Linked DNA regions of Sus scrofa: region 1 is linked to region 2. Evidence: chromatin contacts called from public HiChIP or PLAC-seq data. All regions are on one chromosome and are shown on one strand. The core of a region is the stretch at or near the end of the contact, and the rest is flanking DNA. Distances in the headings are between cores, read along the strand shown. Region 1 holds the start of MAP1S (microtubule associated protein 1S). Region 2 holds the start of FCHO1 (F-BAR domain only protein 1).

Region 1 (7,516 bases), core at 3,950-6,449, 38 kb after region 2:
GGTGAGCTTGGGCGGGTCCACAGGTGGGGGTGTGGAGGCCAGGAGATCCCGGATCTGTAAAGGGGGGATGGTGAAGGGGGCACCTGGAGCCAGGCAACAGCCAGCCCCTTAGGGAGACTAAGCAAAGACAGCCCTGATCTGCCTTGTGGAGCTGGGAGCAGCTTTTGCCCACCCTTGTTGCCCTCAGGACAGAACCCAGTGCTCGCCACAGCCCAGGAGAGGCCATGGTCCTGCTTGCCACCTGTTCCCCACCTGCCCTCCCCCATCCTCTCTCACTCTCCCTGCCCCAGGGCCTTTGCACTAGCTGTTCTCACCTCCGAGAGCAAAGCTTCCTCCAGGAAGGCCTTCCATACGCCACCTTGCACCCTCACCTCTGTGTACTGGTTCTTATTTCACCATCACTATATTACTCACTACAACATGAAAACATGGTTGGCCAGAGGTTTTTTGCTCATTTGCCCCACCTAGACTAAAGGGTCCAGAAGGGACCCCATCTAGTTCTGCCCCAGATGGGACCTAGAATCTGGGGTACCCCTTGAGGCCTCTGGAACATCTGCTGATCTACGGGCCCAGCCTCGGACCACACACTGTAGTGAGTAATGGGACTGGGCTCTGACAACATATGTTGTCACTGTCATTCCACAGGGGAGGAAGGGATGTTGCTCAGTGGGGACAGCAGGTGACTGGGACCACTCAGCCCAGTGGGGAGAAACCAGAAATCAGAGGCAGGATGGGGAAGGGATGGCTTACCTCTTTGTCCCCCAGGACCTGGAGGAAGTGGCGAGGTGAGAAGCCCCCCGTCTGTAGCAGCAGTTCCCCTGTCTCCTCCAGGCATGGCCCAGCCAGCACCAGCAGCTTGTGAGAAGCAGGGTCCAAAAGAAGATTCCGGAGCTAAGGGAGGAGGAAGTGTTCAAGGCCATATTCTGTGCATTGAGATAGCCAACACCCCACTTCAGGGTCGTCCCCAGCCCCAAATCTATATATAACCACTCACTCCTGTCGCCCCAACATCCTAGCCAGTGCTAAACTAGAAGCTGAGATTGTAGCCTATGGGCATCCTGCTGGTCTTTGTGTACCCGCCCCCACCAACTCCTGCTCAATCTAGAAAGCCCAGCTCCAATGCCCCCTCCTCCTGGAAGCCCTGATGCCCCAAGCCCACCCCTCCCACTGGCCCAGCCCCAATGCCACAGGGAAGAAGGTACTGTGTCTGAGTCTGTCTCCTCCAAAGCTCCTTCAGGGAGCGTTTTTTTGTTTTTTGTTTTTTTGGGGGGCCTTTTAGGGCTGCAGCTGCGGCATGTGGAAATTCCCAGGCTAGGGGTCGAAGCGGAGCCACCACTATCAGTCAGCCTATACCACAGCCACGGCAACATTGGATCTGAGCCGCATCTGCAATCTACACCACAGCTTAGAGCAACACCAGATCCTTGATCCACTGAGCAAGGCCAGGGATCCAACCCACATCCTCACAGATACTAGTAGGGTTCTTAACCCTCTGAGCCACGATGGGAACTCCCAGGGAGCACTTTTGATCAGAGGAATCAATCTGCACAAGGATCTCTAGATCTGGGGCTCTATCTTGTTCATCTTTCTCATGGAAAACTGAGAGAAGAGTGCAGATGTCCACAAGTCAGAAGTATTAAGAAATCAATTGAGACAATTACTGGGGTCCAGAGGGAACACATAGGATGCAAACATCAGCCAGGTCTTGCCTTCCCACCTCCAGACCTTCCCTATCCCATCCGTTCCTCCCAAACTCCAACCTTTTCTGATTCTACCTGCTCCCATCACCAGCTCTGAGAAGGGAATAAACTGAGGCTGGTGCCATCACGTGAGGCTTCCTGGGGGAGGGGCACTGCTGCTGGGTATCAGGAGCAGGACTTCAGGCAATATGAAGTCAGAGGACAGGGAATGGTGCCCACCCCAGCAGCCCAATTCCCCCAGGAGCCTACCGTTTCCTACCTCGTCACATAGGGATTTGTCTGATGGATTCAGAAGGACCAGCGTCTCCAGGGTATCTCCACGGTGGTGCAGGCTCCGCTGGCCTACGGGGGAATCAGGCCCTGTGAGTGTGGCACTGAGCCCCATACGTGGGGGTTAGGCTGTCCTGGGGTCAAGCTCTGCCTCACTATGTGACCCCAGGCAGCCACAAGCCCCTCCAGGACTCTGTTTCCCAGGAACCCCAGCCAGGGGGTCATCCTGGGATTAACAGGCATGTGAGAGCTGCAGGTCAGGATGAGGCAAGAACAGGAAACCCGCCTGTGGCAGGCCTCGTGCAAACACCAGTGATGACAAGGCCTCTGCTGCTTGAGGCCCCAAACTGCAGCTGCCAGCCCCTTGGGGGATGCCGAGGTCACCTTCATTTTATAAACAAGGAGACTGAACCCAGGGAAGTCCAAGGAGGGGACACCAGGAAAAGAGTACAACATTGGCAAGGGCCCTGAGGCATGATTGAGCTCTGTGTGTCTGAGGATCAGGAAGTGGCAGGTGGGGTTGGAGCAGGGGGTTCTGGGATCCAAAACTTTGTCTGTCCCCTAGAGCCCAGATATATTCCAAATATGAAGCAGCACCGGGCTCTGGGTTTGGAGAGGCAAGGATACTCCACTGCTGGTAACTTTTTTTTTTTTTTTTTTTTTGGCTTTTCAGGGCTGCACCTGTGGCCTATGGAAGTTTCCAGGCTAGGGGTCGAATAGGGCTGCAGCTATGGGCCTACACCACAGCCACAGCAATGCCAGTTCTTTAACCCACTGAGCAAGGCCAGGGACCAAACCCACATCCTCATGGACACTACTCGGGTTCATAACCCACCGAGCCACAATGGCAACTCCTGCTGGTTACCTTTTATCAGTTTATCACAGGCTTCTTATCACATACGGATATTGCCCCATCAGGTGTGGAAATTAAGGCACAGAGAGAGGAAGTGCCGCCAAGGTCGCACAGAGCAGACAGGATTTCCAGTCCCCTTCCCCCCATAAAGTGAGGGTCAGGAAGCCACCAGGAACTGCTGGGACAATGAGGCGACAGACACTTCCTTCCCCTCCTACAGCAGCCCAGAGGTGACTCAACAGGCTGGCTGAGGCAGGGGGAGCTGCAGGCAACAACAAGGCCCTGCCTAGCAGCTGCTCTGTTCACCCTGGTCACCCCAAAATCCCCAGAAAGCCACAGGCAGTATGGGGCAGGTGCAGGAATCTCGACCCCCTCCCCAATCTTGTTTTCTCAGCTTCCCGTCCATTAAGTATCTACTGTGTACCTGGTCCTGTGCAGGAATCAGCCATAAACCAGACACAGTCCCCGCCGCCCAGGCCCATGTTCCACCTTCCAGTCCTGCTCAGCAGCCCCTCACTTTCCAAATGTCCTGTCCCTTCACCCGGACCCTTCCCTCCACCCTACACACCCGCCCCAACTGCCTCTCATCCAAAAAGACCCTCCTCATAGGTTTCCCTGCCCCCACACCTGGCTGCTGCATCTGTCCAATGGGGATAAAAACACAAGTTCTTGCCTTGGATGGGGTGAGGGGGTGATGACCAAGGGAGTCAGTTCTGGCTCAGAGCCTGGCCCTGCTCTGCACTCAGTAGACCTCTGCTGTATTATTTCTGTGGTTATTTACAGCCATAACCCATCCCCATGCCTGCCACACTACTGGCACTCAGAGAACATCTCCCCAGTGAATGAGCAGAAGGGGAGCAGGTGGGGCATGCAAGGTCCCCAGCCTCACCTTTCACAATGTTGGAGAAGGTGGCCGAGTGCCGGGACACGAAGACCTTGAGCTGCTCATTGAGGCTGCAGATGCCAGAGTCAATGTCCCAAGACCGGATGCCTGGTGAGGAGGATGGGGAAGTGAGGTGGGAAATCGGTTGGGCTCCCCAGCCCCTAGAATATTTCGCTAACTAGCATCTGACAAGCAGGGCTGCCACATCCCGCTCGCCTCAACCTGCCCCTGCACCTCGCAGCCTGGAGCTTCAGAACCACCCAATCACCCAAAGGATCTCACTGCATCTACCATCTTGGAAGCCAAAGCATAACAGGCATTTTACAGAGAAGACTCAGGACATTGGCAAGAAAGTTCCTGCCTCCTAAACAGTCATCTCCTCTCCTCCATCGTCCTCCCCACTCGCGTCACTGTTCCTTCATCCTGCCAGGCACAGCTTCCACTTCTGAGTCTCTGCATGGAACTGTTACTGTTCGCATAACCCAGAGGCTCTTCTCCCAGCCTCCCCACCCTTCAGATCCTCTCTTTGCAGTCTTCTGAGCACTCCCGACATCATTTGAGCATAAAACATGACCCATCTCCTCACTTTGAGTCCACCCCTCCACTAGGCCGTTAGTTCTGTGAGGGCAGGGCTGAACCTGCTGGTCCCCATTCTAGCCTTGATGCCCTGTGAGGTAACATTCCCCAAGCACGTGAACTGAGACGTGTGCTACCGTCTCATTTTACTGGCCTGATCTGAGAGACGCAGATGAATGAATGCCCTCCAACCACGGTGTGGGGTGCACCACGCCCGCCGGTCCCACCGTGACAAGCGGTTGCAGGTGAACTTTGCAGGTGCACCTATGACTCACCTCCTCAGGTGCCAAATCCCATAGGCAGGCCGCACCCGCCCACACCCCAACACCCCAATTAGCAGATCCTCATGTAGCAACAGAAAGTGGGCCCCGGGGGCTCTGGGCCAGCTCCTCCCTCCAGGATATCCATACTGCTATGACCCGGGGATTCGAGGCGGGCCGGGAGGGCAGGAAGCGGAGCCGCTGCCCCTGCTGCCCAATAGCGCAGGTCCCAAAGCCCAAGCCTGTGTCGTTCTCCTCCCTTCCCGGTCTGTACCCCGCTCGGGGCGGGGCAGCCCAGCCCAACCCCATACGCTGCTTCCTCCACGAGCACCCACGGCCTCTACCTGCGCCATGTGCCTAACCGTAAGGGATCGCAGCCCAGGGACCCCTGGATCCAGCCGCCCCCGGGTCCCCGCCCCGGCCGCTCCATCCTCCGGCCCTCGGGCCGAGATAGGCGATCGCGCCCCCTTTCCCGGACCCCGCGTCCCCAGGCGGGGCCGACCTCGTTCAAGCTCCTCCAGCACATAGGCTAGCAGCCCCGGGGACCCGCACTCGCCGCCCACCACCAGCAGCAGCGAGCTGGGTGCCTCCGACGCCCCGGGCCTCGCCACCGCCGCCGCCATCTTCGCGCCGCCCTGACGCTCCCGGCGCCCGCCCCACTGTTCCCGCCCCTTAAGGGGGCAGGACCGGAAGGGCTGAAGACCCCGCCCGGAAACCCCTCCTAGCCAGTTGTCTGCCCCCCCCCCACCCTTTGAGGTCTAGGGAGATGGGGGTTACGGACTCGGATGTCATTGGGCACCCCTGCCCAAATGACAGCTGATTCATTCATTCATTCATTCATTCATTCAACAAACCCTCACTGTGTGCCCACTACATGCCAATCAGAATCTGCCCTCTGCAAACTTATCACATCACGGTGGGCCCAATCAGAACCGCGTCCCAGATGGTCCCAGTTCCCTATGTCAGGGCTTAAGCAGAGAAAAAGAAGGCTATCTCTGAGGTGATAGATGTGGTTGACGGGGCAACAGACAGTCACGTAAGGCACAAGTTAGAGCACCAGGCAAAGTTTTAGAGGTAGGAAAGTACTTGTGAATTTGGGACACATTCCGAAGCACTCTGGGCCTGGAGCAGAGCACCGCACTTATTTATTCTGCACCTACCAAATACCAGGCATTTCACTCCATTAGCTCACTGAATACATGCATAAACCTAAGGTCAGTGCTGTTGTTACGGCTATTTCAGAGGAATGGAAAGAAAACAGACTTGGAGAGATGAAGTTACCACACCCATAAGAAAGAGAGAGATTCAATTCCAGGTGAGCGCGATTCTAGATCTAACCTCTGAAGGGACTGACTGGCACACATGGGCACCCCTCTCTCCCCCCAACAATCGCATTCAGCCCTTTTTACCCATGACGGCCATTACTTGCAGAATCGTGTTGCATCAGACTTTTTGAACGTGGCCCATACCCACGAAGGGCTGGGTTGTCTCTCTCAGGAGTGACCGCCCCATCTTGAGAGGTATACAAAACCAATCAAGACAAATGAAAAGAACTGGGATCAGCCTTCCACTGCCCTTCCTTATCTGTTCAACGGAACTTCCTCCCTGGTCAGTGTGTAACAGTCTCTGGCCACGTGCTAACGTCTGACATTTGAAAGCTCCACTTCCTTTCTTTTTGGCCCTGGCATCCTTCCTCTATCCTGGTCCCTGCCCCTTGGCTCTCTTCCCTGTTTCCTAGCTGCCTATGATTTCTTCTATTACTGCTCTCAGCAATAATAGGAGTGGGTGTGTCTATGTCAGATTCTGTCTCCCCAGCTGGGGTAGGACATTGTTGGAGGCTGAACCAGGCTGAGGTCTTTCTGGGGTCCTGGCCTTTTGCAGGACAAGGCTGGGCATCTGGGAAGTGCATGATAAGGGGTTGAGAAATGGGAGTGAAAATCTCATTCATCACCATTCATTCGTTCACTCATTCATTCATTTATTCCTTAATGTGTATTTATTTGATTTGAGTCAGGACTGGAACCTAGGACCTTCTGCCTAAAGTCTAGGCTTTTCCTCTTGCCCAAGGCTATGAGTTATGATCATTAGTGTTCATTCTTTTTTTTTTTTTTTTGACTTTTTTTTTTTTTTTTTTGCTATTTCTAGGGCCGCTCCCTCGGCATATGGAGGTTCACAGGCTAGGGGTCCAATCAGAGCTGTAGCTGCCAGCCTACGCCAGAGCCACAGCAACGTGGGATCCGAGCCGCGTCTGCAACCTACACACAGCTCACGGCAACGCCGGATCCTTAACCACTGAGCAAGGGCAGGGACCGAACCCGCAACCTCATGGTTCCTAGTCGGATTCGCCAACCACTGCGCCACGATGGGAACTCCTAGTGTTCATTCTAATTGGTCTTAAAGGGCCCTGAGATGCCAAGGTATGTCTCTACCAGGGGCTTTGGGAGCTAATGTTCTGAGTGTCCTGGAGTCCTGAGGTTTTCCTGTTCCAGAGTGTCCCCCAGTCTGGGGACCCTGGTGTGGGGATTGTGGGGATCATATCCCAAGATATGAAGAAGCATCTGAGGACCATTTCTGAATTTCCAGGCAGTAGACTCTGGTCACTGCCTTTGTCCACACCCAGGTCCATGCCTGTTTCCAGGTCATCAGTCCCCAGAGGAGTCAGGTGATGGCTTTTGGGGGGGGAAATGGAACGCTAGATCTTCAGAACTGCTGGATGTTCTTGTCTCCTTCCCCTGGCAATTCTTTTCTCTTTTTAACATTTTTGTTGTGGTTAACATAGGCATAGTCAAGTTCACGAACGGTGGGAGTGGAGGTTGATGAAAGTGATGACGCTTGGGCCGGGATCTATGTCATTCCCAGCCCCTGTCCATTCCTGAGACCCTCCAGTTGATGTTCCCTTCCCTCAAGGTGACCATGACCCTGATCTCCATCACTTTGGCGAGTTTTACCTGATTTTGAACTTCACAGAAATGAG
Region 2 (7,504 bases), core at 1,414-3,913:
AGTATTGAGACATGGTGATCACCTGTCTAGTGGTCACTGTGTCTGACGAAGTCATCCTTGCTCAAACCTAGGTCTCCCACCCTCCGTAGCACCAGGGCAAAGCCCAGAGATGGACCTTGACTTGCCCAAGGTCACACAGCAGCTTGTCAGCTGACCCGGATGCCCCCATCCTCTGGCTGCCAGAAATGAGGGACAGAGTCCTTCCCTGGGGTGGGGGGCGGTAGTGGCGTCTAATACAGGCTTGGGGTGCTGCCTGGAGATCCAGCCTCCCAGCACCAATTCCCGAAACCCTGGGGCTTTATGCCAGTCCAGGTCCAGGAACAGACAAAACATGACAGGAACCAAGTCAGCAAAGAAGGCAAGGCTCCCGCTCCTGACCGGTTATCCAGAGCCCCTGACCTCTCACTGGGTGACCTAGGGTTGCCCCTGACCTCTCTGGGCCTCTGGGGTCCTGCAACATAGGATCTGTCATTTGCTCCCCTGGGACTCCAGTTTGCTCACAGTAGGGCCAGTTTGGGGTTTTTCTCTTCATTTCCAGTGACCGGCCTCTTGGCTATGCTGTTTCCAGGACCAGCTCTGTCATGCACTTCCTCCCCTCTAGTGCTGGCCATCCAGGGCTGTGACCATTTACACAATCTGTCTTGATTCTCATAGTGGCACTTGGAGGCAATGTCTCAACTCAGCCATCGCCCTCAAGAAGGCAAGTGAAGCAACAGCCCCGTGTCTCACAGTGACCGGCCATGAATGGCATCTAAGCTCCCGCTCAGGAATTATTCAGTCTTCTCCACTGCTCCCCTCCCTCTCCATCACTTTACTTGGCAAACACCTATTGAGCACCAACTGTGTACCTGAATCCCTAGCTCTGAAGACACCGCAGGCGACACATTTGCAGACCTCCCCTCTCCTACCCCTGCCCCTACCTGTGCCATCTGTGACCCCATTTGTGCTCAGTGACATTGTAATTAGTATTATAATTACAATATGTTAACGATTACAGTATTATAATGATCATGTCTGCATTTACAGCACCCCCACTTTCTGAGTCGCCTCTGACCTTCCAAGGGGGATTCATCCTGTTTCACAGCAGAATACACCAAACTGCAGGTGGCAGAGCCACATGCAGGAGAGATGGATTTGAACCCAGAAGTGGTGGGCTCCCAGCTCCACTACAGGGATGGAGCTCCAGGTGGGAGGCACTGGGGAGAACCAGTCCCAGTGCCTCCCACCTCTTCCTGCTCTGGATCCCGCCCAGGAACTGGCTTGCCCCTGGTGTAGGTGAAGGTATGTGGGTCAAGGTGTGCCCCAGGCAGTCCCGCCGGTGTGACCAGGGAGGCAGAGTCCCTATTCCGATGATGGCAGCTTGGTAAGATGTTTTATTGTCTGGCAGAGCAACCCCTCCAGCAATGCCAGAGTGTGACTATCAACCCATTTGCAGTGCAGTAAACTGAGGCTCAGAGGCCAGCAAGCCATTGCTCTCTCACCTCCAACTCCCAACATCTAAAGCAAAAGAGTGGAGTCACAATTTGACAAAAGATGGGGTGGGTGGGTTTGAGAATCTGTAGAATACAGGCTCCAAGCCTCCAACCCCATTTTCAAATGAAAAAACCAAGGCTCAGGAAGGTCTGTCACCTGCCCAAGGTCACTAGAGAGGCAAGTCCATCCAAAGCCATGTCCTGGTCCCCACTGCGGCTGGGGCGGGCGAATTCTGGGATATGAGGCAGATGGAGGGGCTGCCCACCCCCTAACCCTCCTCCGCACCCCACTTGCATTCAGCCTCCAGCAAGATCCTGATTTACCTCGATTTATTTTAATCTCTGGGAACAGATGCTGGCTGCCTACCCCCCCCCCCAAACCGACTGAAGCAGGGACCACCCCCAAGTCCACGCTTCAGGACCTTCCAGGCATGGCCTGGCCTGTGGCTACCAGGTAAAGGACCCCACACTGACCCCTCCCCAAAATTCCAGCCTTGAGGTTCCTGCAGAAGATGCTAGTGAAACGCCACCCCGCCCCCGACCCGCCCCATCCTTGTGGTAGGGGGCTGGAAAAGGACACTCAAGAGGAGGGGCCAGGGGACCCCTTGCTTTTTGGCCAGGCCTAGATAGGGGTTCATAGCAGAGAAAAGGAGGAAGGGGTTCCTCATCTCTTTACCCAGGGGTCTGCAGACCGGTGCTGAGAAGAAGGAATTTGGGGGTGGTCTCCATTTCGGTTGTCCTGGTCCTAAGCTGGAGAGAGAGAGGCATCCCCATTTTGCAGCCCCGGAACCTAGACCTAGATCCAGGCTTAGAATAAAGGGATTTGGGGAGGGGTCTTGCTTTATAGCTGCCCGGATGCACGCTCCAGTTCTAGGCCAGGAGATGGAAGGTTTGGGAGCGGCCTCTATCTCCCTCCGCGGACCCCCGATTATGGCCCGGGGTAGGACCGGGTGCCCACAGCGCAGCCCCCCACCCCCTGTTCGCCATCCCTCACGCCCAGCCGCGCCTTTGACCTCCGGGACCCGCAGGGCCGCCAGACACGATGCGCCTGGGGTACTGCGCATCCAAGAGGGTTTCGGGGGTGTCTCCCGGGCAGCACTCACCTCCCGAACTCGGGCCGAGCCCCGCGCCCGCGGCCACCTGCGGCTCGGTCGCTGACACCCGAGCCTGCCCCGCCCCTCCCTCCGCGGCTGCGGCGCGGCCACAGGATGGCTCCGCCCCTGGGGCGTGGTCGAGAGAGTCCCCACCCCCACGGCGGCCTGGGAGGCAGGGGCGGGTTCTGAGTGCTCGCGGCCAGCCATTGGGCCATTTAGGCGGCCAGCTCCTTCAGCCCAGTGCACTGATTGGCTGAGTCAGAGAAGCGGCTCTTTTTTTAATCTATCCCCCACAACCACCCGCAATTATTTGCATAATTTAAAGCGATAAGTCCTGCTCCGTCCACCTGACACCGGGTGGGAAGGGTGACTACAGTTTATTGAGTGTGCCAAACACTAAGAAGGACTCCTTTGACTCCCTCCTAAAAGTCTGTGAGCAGGACATTATTGATTTTCATTTTACAGATGGGGAAACTGAGGCTCAGAGAAGACTCCAGTAGGCCACACAGCAAGTACACAGCCTTCTGAGGCTGAATGCTCAGGATCTGGCCCCAGGGGTGGGGAGACCATCCTTTTTTTTTTTTTTTTTTTGGTCTTTTCTAGGGCCGCACCCGCAGCATATGGAGGTTCCCAGGCTAGGGGTCCAATCAGAGCTGTAGCCACCATCCTACGCCAGAGCCACAGCAACTCCAGATCCGAGCCCTGTCTGTGACCTACACCACAGCTCACTGAGCAAGGCCAGGGATCGAACCCACAACCTCATGGTTCCTAGTCGGATTCGTTAACCACTGAGCCACCATGGGAACTCCCGGGGAGAACCATCCTTAACAATGTTGTTAACATCACAAATCTGAAAGGCTCAGGTGCCTTGCCTTCAACTGAGTTCTCATAAAATGAGATTTATACAGTGCCTGTCTCCATCCACCCTCCACTTGGATACCGAGCTGATCTGACTGCCTCCAGGCCTGTCCTCCACCAACTTCCTCAGCTTAGAAAGGCGTCTCAGGAACCTGGCCAGAGGCCTGGAATTCCCGAGGAGTCTCCTCTTCCTTTCATCATCCACGTTGGTCCTGCTAGCCCTGTGACTCTGAAACACCCCAAATTTACTCATTTTTCTGTAACCTGTAGTGACCTGAGCCCAGGCCTAGTCATCTCCAGTCTTGACGCTGCCCGGGCTTCCTACTTGGACCTCTGGTTGCCTCCACCTCTGCCCCAGACAATCCATGTTCCCCATGGCAACTACAGGGTTTTTTAAAAGTAAACTTAAAAATTTTTTTTTTTTTTAGGGCTGCACCTGTGGCACATGGACGTTCCCAGGCTAGGGGTCAAATAGGAGCTGCAGCCTAAACCGCAGCCACAGCAATGCCAGATCCCAACCACATCTGCAACCTATGCTGCAGCTTGTAGCATCAGGTTCTTGACCCACTGAGCCACAACGGAAAATCCTAAAAAGTTTTTTTATTAAAGTATAGTTGATTAACAGTGTTCTGTCAATTTCTGCTGTACATCAAAGTGACGCAGTGTATGTATATATTCATATATATTCTTTTACCCATATTATCTTCCATATGTTCTATCCCAAGAGATTGGATAGTTCCCTGTGTTGTTCAGCAGGACCTCATTACCTATCTATTCCAAAGGTAATAGTTTGCATCTACTAACTCCAAACTCCCAGTCGATCCCACTCCCCTCCTACCCCCCCCCCCGCTTTGGCCGCCACAAGTCTGTTCTCTTATGTCTGTGAGTCTATTTCTGTTCTGTAGATAGGTTCATTTGTGCCATATTTAAGATTCCACGTATGTGATATCATACAGTATTAGTCTTTCTCTTTTTGATTTACTTCACTTCATATGAGAATCTCTGGTTGCATCTATGTTACTGCAAATGGCATTATTTCATTCTTTTATGGCTGAGTAGTACTCCATTGTGTATGTGTATCACATCTTTATTCATCTGCCAATGAACTTTTAGGTTATTTCCATGTCTTGGCTGTTGTGGATAGTGCTGCTGAGAACATAGAGGTGCATGTTTTTTTCCTTTCTTTTTTTTTTTTTAGGGCCAGACGTGTGGCATTTGGAGGTTCCCAGCTAAGGGTCTAATCGGAGCTGTAGCTGCCTGCCTACACCACAGCAACGCCAGATCTGAGCCTCGTTTGCGACCTACACCACCCTCATGGCAATGTTGGATCCTTAACCACTGAGCGAGGCCAAGGATTGAACCCGCAACCTCAGGGTTCCTAGTCAGATTCATTTCCACTGCGCCACAACAGGAACTCCACATGTATCTTTTTGAATAAAAGTTTTGCCTGGATACATGCCCAGGAGTAGGATTGCTGGATCATATGATAGTTCTATATTTAGTTTTCTGAGCAACCTCCATACTGTTTTCCACAGTGGTTGTACCAATAAAAATAAACTTTTAATTTTAGAATAGTTTTCCATTTACAGAATTATTGAGAAGATAATACAGCAAGTTCCTGTGTATCCCACACTCAATTTCCCTTATTATTAACATCTTATGTTAGTATGGTCCATTTGTCACAATTAGTATACTAATACTGAGACATTAATTAAAATATATACATTGTTCATATTTTTCTCAGTTTCTCTTCATGTTCTTTTTTTGTCCCAAGATCCCATCCAGGATCATCTTGTCATCATGTCTCCTCAGGCTCCTCTGGGCGAAGACAGTTTCTCAGACTTTCTTGGCTTTGATGACTGTGACAGTTTTGAGAACTAGTCAGGTGTTTGTAGAATGACCCTCGATCAGGATTTTTAAAAAATTTTGTTTCAAGTTGAACTATATTTGACCTATAACTGGGTAAATTTAATGTGTAGAACATGTGGATTTGATACTTTTTTTCTTTTTCTTTTTCTTTTAAAGCCACACCCACAGCATATGGAAGATCCCAGCATATGGAAGTTCCCGGGCCAGGGCCTGAGCCACAGCTGTGGTGACGCCAGATCCTTTAACCCATTGTTCTGGGCCAGGATCGAACCTGCACCTCCCCAGCAACCGGAGCTGCTGTAGTCAGATTCTTAACCCACTGGGTCATAGCAGGAATTCCTGATTTGATACATTTCTGTATTGTAATATGATTGCCCACAATTGGAATTTGTCTGATGTTTTTCTCTGGATTAAACTGGGCTGATGGGTTTGGAGAAGATCACAAAGGTGAAGCCCCCTTCTCATCACACCATGTCCAGGGCACATGCCATCAATGTGGATTTTCTTTCTTTCTTTTCTTTTTTTTTTTTTTGGTCTTTTGAGGGCCATGCCCGTGGCATATGGAGGTTCCCAGTCTAGGGGTCTAATCAGAGCTGTTGCCGCCAGCCTACGCCAGAGCCACAAAAACGCCAGATCTGAGCTGCGTCAGTGACCTATACCACAGCTCACAGCAACGCTGGATCCTTAACCCACTGAGCAAGGCCAGGGGCCAAACCTGCAACCTCATGGGTTCTAGTTGGATTTGTTTCTGCTGTGCCATGACAGGAACTCCCAATGTGGTTTTTCACTCTGATGTTGAGGTCATGGCTGAGGTAGTGTCTGTCAGGTGTCTCCATGGTAAAATTACTCTCTTCCCCCTTTCTGGGCTGTACCCTTTGAAAGAAGTTACTATTTACAGCCTACACCTAAAGGATATGGAATCCTTCTCACCCTCCTTGAGGACGAATATTATTTGGAATGCCTCTGATGGAAAATATGTCTCTTCTCACCATTTATTTACCTATCCAATCATTCATCAGTAATGGACTCATACATATTTATTTTATACTTTGGGTTATAACTACTTTATTGATTTTCTTGTTCCAGCCATGATCACTGGAAGCTCATTCAATTGGCTCTCATGTCTCTCTCTCTCTCTATATATATATATATAAATATATAAAAAAAATATATATATATACACTCTTTTTAAAAAATATTGTTTTCCCAGAAATCATGGACTTGGAGAATAGACTTGTGGTTGCCAAGGGGGAGGGGGAGGGAGTGGGATGGATTGGGAGCTTTGGGTTCATAGATGCAGACTATTGCCTTTGGAATGGATTAGCAATGAGATCCAGCTGTGTAGCACTGGGAGCTATGTCTGGTCACTTATGATGGAGCATGATAATGTGAGAAAAAAGTATATATACATGTATGTGTAACTGGGTCACCATGCTGTACAGTAGAAGAAAAATAATGTATTGGGGAAATATAAATAAATAAATAAAAATAAAAAACTAAAAATATTCTTTTCCATTATAGTTTGTCATAGGCTATCTCATGTCCCTTGACACGCCCCCATCTAGCACATCCTGGGTTTGTTTTTGTTTTTTTTTTTTTTTTGGAAGTTCCTCTACTTTGTCTCTATGAAATGCTCCAAGTTCATCTGGTCCATTTCCTGCCCCGGTCCTAGAACCAGCCTTTCTCCAAGGAGCAGCCCTCGTGCCTTTCACTGGAGAGTACACTTAGACACCAAGATCGGGGCAGTAGGTGTGCTCATTGTTGCTGGGGTGTCTTGCTCCTAGGCCCTCTCAGCTGACACAGCAAGGGCATATATGTGTGTATACTAACCTGTGTATATACACAGATGTATAAATATTTCCATATGTCACTGTATCTTAAGTTAATCATGAGTTCATACAGATGTCTCTGCACCTAATCCATTACCAAAGGGATCCTCCTGGCCTCTCTCCTTGTCTACCTGTAACCTCCCACCCCAACTGTGAGAAACCTGGCTCCTACCATCTGCTCTTCAATCGTTTATTTGTTCCATCCAGGAGCACAAGTATAGTGGCTTCAGGGTGTTAATTCATACCCACAGAGAGTTTTCAAACAGAAACTGATCACCTGCCTCTTTAGCCCCAAAACCTCAGTAAGACCTCACCCCCCTCACCAAGTCCTCCAAGCCAGTGCAGTTAGACCATGCCCCCTCATGGCAGTCCCAACATAATC

What was found. HiChIP or PLAC-seq counts read pairs in DNA pulled down with a chosen protein or histone mark.
Region 1: an H3K27ac HiChIP or PLAC-seq map of alveolar macrophages shows a contact between it and region 2. The contact joins the promoter of MAP1S here to the promoter of FCHO1 in region 2. A contact is called at or near these places in 2 of 47 Hi-C or Micro-C datasets (epiblast stem cells and heart right ventricle) and 2 of 2 datasets of contacts at active chromatin or transcription factors (alveolar macrophages and skeletal muscle).

Annotation. Positions count from the first base shown.
Region 1 is chr2:60,023,681-60,031,196 of Sscrofa11.1, forward strand. It overlaps MAP1S (microtubule associated protein 1S), which reads right to left and starts at 5,200. Exons shown (of 7, transcript NM_001243185.1): 1 at 5,045-5,200; 2 at 3,713-3,814; 3 at 1,960-2,042; 4 at 751-891; 5 at 1-54. The coding sequence starts at 5,165.
Region 2 is chr2:59,987,848-59,995,351 of Sscrofa11.1, forward strand. FCHO1 (F-BAR domain only protein 1) reads right to left here and starts at 2,664. Exons shown (of 28, transcript XM_013987487.2): 1 at 2,576-2,664.